2 separate regions of the Mus musculus genome follow, and region 2 is linked to region 1. A link is a contact called in public ChIA-PET data. All regions are on one chromosome and are shown on one strand. The core of a region is the stretch at or near the end of the contact, and the rest is flanking DNA. Distances in the headings are between cores, read along the strand shown.

What was found. ChIA-PET counts read pairs in DNA pulled down with a chosen protein or histone mark.
Region 2: a contact with region 1 is called in an RNA polymerase II ChIA-PET map of memory CD8 T cells, with 6 read pairs. The contact joins two enhancer-like sites. A contact is called at or near these places in 1 of 484 Hi-C or Micro-C datasets (embryonic stem cells) and 2 of 115 datasets of contacts at active chromatin or transcription factors (memory CD8 T cells and pancreatic cancer cells).

What each region holds. Positions count from the first base shown.
Region 1 is chr8:128,267,008-128,269,685 of GRCm38.p6, forward strand. The region is part of intron 1 of A930035F09Rik (a long non-coding RNA gene); the gene reads right to left. Among named protein-coding and RNA genes, the nearest start is that of Mir21c, 9.9 kb to the right of the region's middle. Within about 2 kb of position 1,349, at least 28 of the 459 cell types and tissues checked have an H3K27ac peak or open chromatin away from gene starts, as enhancers often do. A contact at or near this core is called in memory CD8 T cells, where this site is marked.
Region 2 is chr8:128,472,778-128,475,455 of GRCm38.p6, forward strand. All of the region lies in intron 9 of Nrp1 (neuropilin 1), which reads left to right. Gm32643 (a long non-coding RNA gene) reads right to left here. Exons shown (of 7, transcript XR_003947627.1): 2 at 759-906; 3 at 278-447. Among named protein-coding and RNA genes, the nearest start is that of Gm32643, 19 kb to the right of the region's middle. Within about 2 kb of position 1,319, at least 32 of the 459 cell types and tissues checked have an H3K27ac peak or open chromatin away from gene starts, as enhancers often do. A contact at or near this core is called in memory CD8 T cells, where this site is marked.

The DNA of each region.
Region 1 (2,678 bases), core at 99-2,598:
GGGATTGGTGGGGTGCTGGGGGTGGAACCCCAGGGCTTCCTGCATACACTCTATCTACTGACCCACACTCCCAGCCCCTCCCCTCATTCCATGACGTTAGAATCAACAGATGCCCCAAGCTTCACGAATCATCCAAAAGCTCTGATCAGCCTGGACATATGCAGAAGACCCGATGTGGGGGACACACTGAAGGCATTTCTTCAGAGCTGATGGAGCAGTCAGAGTCAACTGGCAGCTATCCCCTCAGCCTCTTGCTTCCTAGAAGTGCCATCCCTCAAAGCTTCGCTTTTGATTATTTATTGTCACATAAACAGTCCAAACATCTATCAAACAAACAACCTAAATGTGAACCCTGTTTGTTTCCTCTGATCCCTTCTCAGCTGTCAGTAGCACCTCCCCTCTTCCCAGGCTCAGGAGCAGCAATCATCCATTATTACACTTCCTCCTCAGTCCCTGTTCATTCCCAAGGGGCTCCCCACTCCACTTCCTGAACAGCAATCCCACAAACAGAGCGTTTTCTTTCTCACTTCCCGCAGTGTCTCTAGTTTAGCCTAAAGTAATTTCCTGCTGGAACTGTGGAGAACCTTACCTCCCCACCACCAGCTCTCCCGCTTATCTCTTCACTCCTGGGAACCTAAGATTTTAGTAACAAAAATGTCTTATTTTCTCAGTTTCTCATGTTCCCAGCCCCAGATGTGTTCTATCCATGGGGGATTGTTTTTCTTTTAGATTCCCAGATTGGTTTCTCACTTCTCAATCATCTCACAATATGTATAGGACCTTCCTTTTAAATAAAATTAGTATTTCATAATATGCCTATCTTTTATTTTTTAGCTCATCATTCTTTTCTTAAACTCCATGCTGCCCCTGATATGAGTGGCTGGCCCCAATACCACAGCTCTATGTCAGTTCTTCCTTACAATTCAGAGATTCTCTGCATTGTAGCATATTGGAATTATAGGTTAACACACACACACACACACACACACTCATACAAACTGTACCATATCCTCTTCCAGAACTGTTTATTTATATACAACAAAGACTTATTTTGTTGCTAAGTCGTAAATACATGGTTTCTAAACACTGGTTATTTTGAATCACAACAAGCATGTCACAAGATGTGATCACTGCTATTTCTTTAAGAACACTTCCTGACCTTAGACAGGAAATGGGAAGTGGGCAGCCCTAGAATAGCTTTAAGGAAATACTGTGTTACAGAAACTACTGTGGGGATAACATGGGCCATTTCCTAGCCCAGGTAAAGGCAGGAGCAGAGGAAACCTGTCTCGGCTGCTTCACAGGGAGTATTCATACAAACTGTAAAGCGCCATTCTGTTTATTTAATGGCAGGACTTGAGGACCAGGGAGTGATTTGTCTAAAGTTAAGTGAGGGAGCTGGCTTGGTGCCTACTGTAAGTACGTGACACTGGACTCTTTGAGTCCTCGTCCTTGCACCCGAGTCTCTTCAATATGGTGTTTGCAGTAATGTTTCTGGTGGAAAAGCCTGCTGGGTTCCACAGAAGTCCCTGTTTCCTCTGTTCGAAAACTCATTGGCCCCTTTGTGGCACTGTAGAAGGGCTTTCTCTTACTATCTCAGGTGCTTGCCATGTTCATGTATGGCCCGGTTTTGTTGGCTTCTGTGCCTGATCACTTTGTCTTGTTGCTTCAGAGCTGTAGCTTGGAAAGTACCAAGAGCAGATCAGCTCCCTGTGTGGCCAGGAAATGAACAAGATAAAGGGCAGAGGCCCTATATTTTCCTTAAAGGGTGCACCCCTAACAGCTAGAAGACTTCCTACTACTTTTCTCATCTTCATTTCTGACCACCTCTCAAGGGGTGATCTAACCTTCAATCCATGGGCCCAGAGACATTTCAGATACAGACAAAAGCAGACTTTCTCTTTGGTTCCTCCCAGAGCTGGACAGTACAAAGATGGGTAGAAATGGCCAATGCTGTCCAATTATTACAACTCCATGCTATTCTAGAGACTGCTTCCTGTTTTAATATAGCCCTTCCTTCTAGAACATCCCTTAGAACTCTGTCATAACCGCTTTCACTGCTTAACACCTTGGGTTTGAATATGCAGTAGCAAAATAGAGATTTTTCACTGAAGCAGTTTCAAAGTCTCTTCTAAGACAGCAAGGAGCAGCGTGAGGCTCAGCCCCAGCAGCCCCAGCAGCCCCAGCAGCCCCAGCAGCCCCAGCAGCCCCAGCAGCCCCAGCAGCCCCAGCAGCCCCAGCAGTGTGATAGGAAGATGGAAGCACCCTCTGTTCTTTATGGATCACAAAGGCCTGAGCTAATTAGCGTTATTAGAAAGCCAATTAGACATACATTTTATTTCTCTGTGTGGTGGAAAGGGAGTATGCAGAAGCTGACTATGGAGGAGACACCTTTGCCTGTACTGTTGTGGACACGGTGTCTGGAGAAGACGGAGGGAAACTAGGTGGGGCCTGGGGGCTGTGAGATTCTCTTTCTTGAATATGAACTGGACCCAGTGCTCACACAGTCTTAGACTGTCTTTGGTGTACAACGAGCTTCTTTGCCTCATTCCCTGTTTTCCAGTGAGTTTCCCTTTTAGCTCATCTCCATTTTATTTTATTTCTTTCAGTCTTGTACTACTGGATCGTGTTGAATTCATGTTAAACACATTGTGGCTTGAATATGAAAAGTCCCCCAA
Region 2 (2,678 bases), core at 69-2,568, 210 kb after region 1:
CAATACTATATGTCAGATTCTCAATTACTCACAGCACTTGCAGATCTATCAAGAGTCAGGACCTTGATAGCAAATGTATTCTTTTAAAAAAGGAAATTAATTAAGCTCTAGTGTTGACATGTTGGATTTCTACTGTTTTTTTTTTTTTTTGTTTTGTTTTTTTTTAAGGTTTAAAAGGCCAGTTAATTTACTTCAAGAACCCAGAGCCCTTAGTTGTTTGTCTGTCTCTTCCTACATGTTTCCTCTAGTCATGGCACATTATGTACGGGATACTCACATATTCTGCTGTGTTAGGACGCTGAGCCCATTGGATGTGTTCCCACTCTGCTTGGCATGGCTGAGTTGGCCACTCTATCTTGTTGCCAGTTTGATTCAAATTGTAGGCACATCAGTGAATATCAACATGATTCCTGAGTACAGACTTTTCTTGGAACTTGGTGTTCTTACCTAGTAGTGAAGAGATTAGAAGCTGGGTGCAGAAGACATCTCAGCTACACAGGAAGCCAAGGCAGAGGAACTGTAATCAGTCCTGGGTACCATAAGAAGACCCTCTCCCCTCAAAAGCAAACTAAAATGAAGAGATTGTACTACTTGATTTCTGATACAGGAGCATCTTAGTGATATGGCTACTAAGCCACTCTAGCTTTGAATCCTGGCTGTGCTATGAGCAAGTTCCTTAACTACTCTGTGACTTTGTTTCTTCATATATAAAAGATGTATAATGGCTCTAAAGATGGCTCTGGAGGTAAAGTGCTTACCTTGCAAGCATGAGGACCTAAATTTGATCAACCCACATGAAAAAGTCAGTTGTGGTGGTATGCACTTGTAGTCCTAGCAGTCGAGGAGGCGGAGGCAGATGGATCCCTTGGGCCTCTTCCCAGATAGAGGTGCTATTAGGATGCTGATCTGTATACCACAAAAGACACTGTTAAAAATCAAAACAAAAAAAAGAAGTAAATGATGCCTGAGAGAATAGTACCTCAAGTTGTCCTCTGGCCTCCATAAACACACACACTCATATATACATACACATTCATACATACATTTACATGTGCATATACATATGCATATACATACACACACATACACACACTTACACATACACATGCATATACACACATACACACACATACACACACATACACAGACTCATATACACATACACACATATAGATAAACACACACACACACACACACACAGGGTGAGGGTATGCTGGGACTGAGAGGTACCAATACACATTGTAATTCAACCAACCACTGGAATGTCCCTAGTAACCGAGACTGCTGTTGACTTCTAAAGTAAAAAGACCTTTGATCTCTGCCTTCAGCTGGTGGTACTCCTTAAGCAAACAGATTTCTACTTTCGGTTTAAACCAAGGTCTTGATATGTAGCTTTTGGATTCCATTAAACTATCTCTAAATTGAGGCTAACGATTAGGGGGAGAGCCCTTCCCTAGTGCAGAGAATGCCTTGTTTCTAACCCAAGCATCAAAAAAGGAAGTTAATTCTTTCTTCTTTATGGATTTAATTCATCCTCTTTAAGAGGACCAAGTTTGAGCATAATCAGGAACCTATAACTGGGGTGTTGACTGAAATATGGTATCTAATATAAATGATACCTTCTCTCTCTCTCTCTCTCTCTCTCTCTCTCTCTCTCTCTCTCTGTGTGTGTGTGTGTGTGTGTGTGTGTGTGTGTGTGTGTGTGTTTATACCAAGAGGTAGCAGATTCTCTTCCTATGTTATCTTCCTCCAGTTTTCTCAAATAAGTGATACAGAATCACAGATACAGTGATTGTATCATTTTAAAACATCCCATTAAATCATCAACTTCTGTAACAGCTGGTTATACTTTAAGATTCCTGAGAAATGACACTTAGACCATCTTTGTTTTTCCCTTTAGCACGTCTAAAGCCATTTCTAAAGGAATAGGTTCACTTCCTGCTTCTCTGTTCTATTAAGAGTCCTGATTCAGGAGGCTTGGGTGGTGGCTGAGTGTGTAAAGTACTCATTATGCAAGCAAGAAGGTCTGTTAAATCCCCTCCCCCAAATCCATGTACACAGTCAGTATGGCAGCTGAGAAGTGGAGACATGTGGGTCCCCTAAGCTCACTGGCTAGCCAGCATAGTCAGTTGGTGAGTTCCAGATACAGAGAACAGAGAGAGAGAGAGAGAGAGAGAGAGAGAGAGAGAGAGAGAGAGAGAGAGAGAGAGAGACCCAAATCGGGTAAATGCCACTCCCAAGTGTGCCTCCTTGGAATTTCTGGCATAGGACAGAGAGCTCAGAAAATACAGGCAGGTTCTCTCTAAACTTCCTTTACCTGATAACAAAGAACCTCTGAGTCCTGTCCAGGAATGTTATCAACCAGGAAGGGATGAAGATTATGTCACAGCAGAGAAGGCTGAGGTCAGACCTCAACTAGGCCTAGATGTAATGGGCACAGGTGTTATGTTTTCAGGACCCATTAATCATTTTCTGCTGTCTCAGCTACTTGCAGTCTCCTCCTTTCTCTAGAAAGAGAGATAGGAACTTCTAGAGCCCCCTGAGTATTCAGGAAGGTGGGGGTTTTTTGTTTGTTTGTTTGTTTGGTTGGTTGGTTGGTTGGTTGGTTTTGGTTTTTTTGGCAAGGCTTTGAGAACTTTTTAATGTATACATCTTTCCTTCGGTTAACCTTTCTGCTC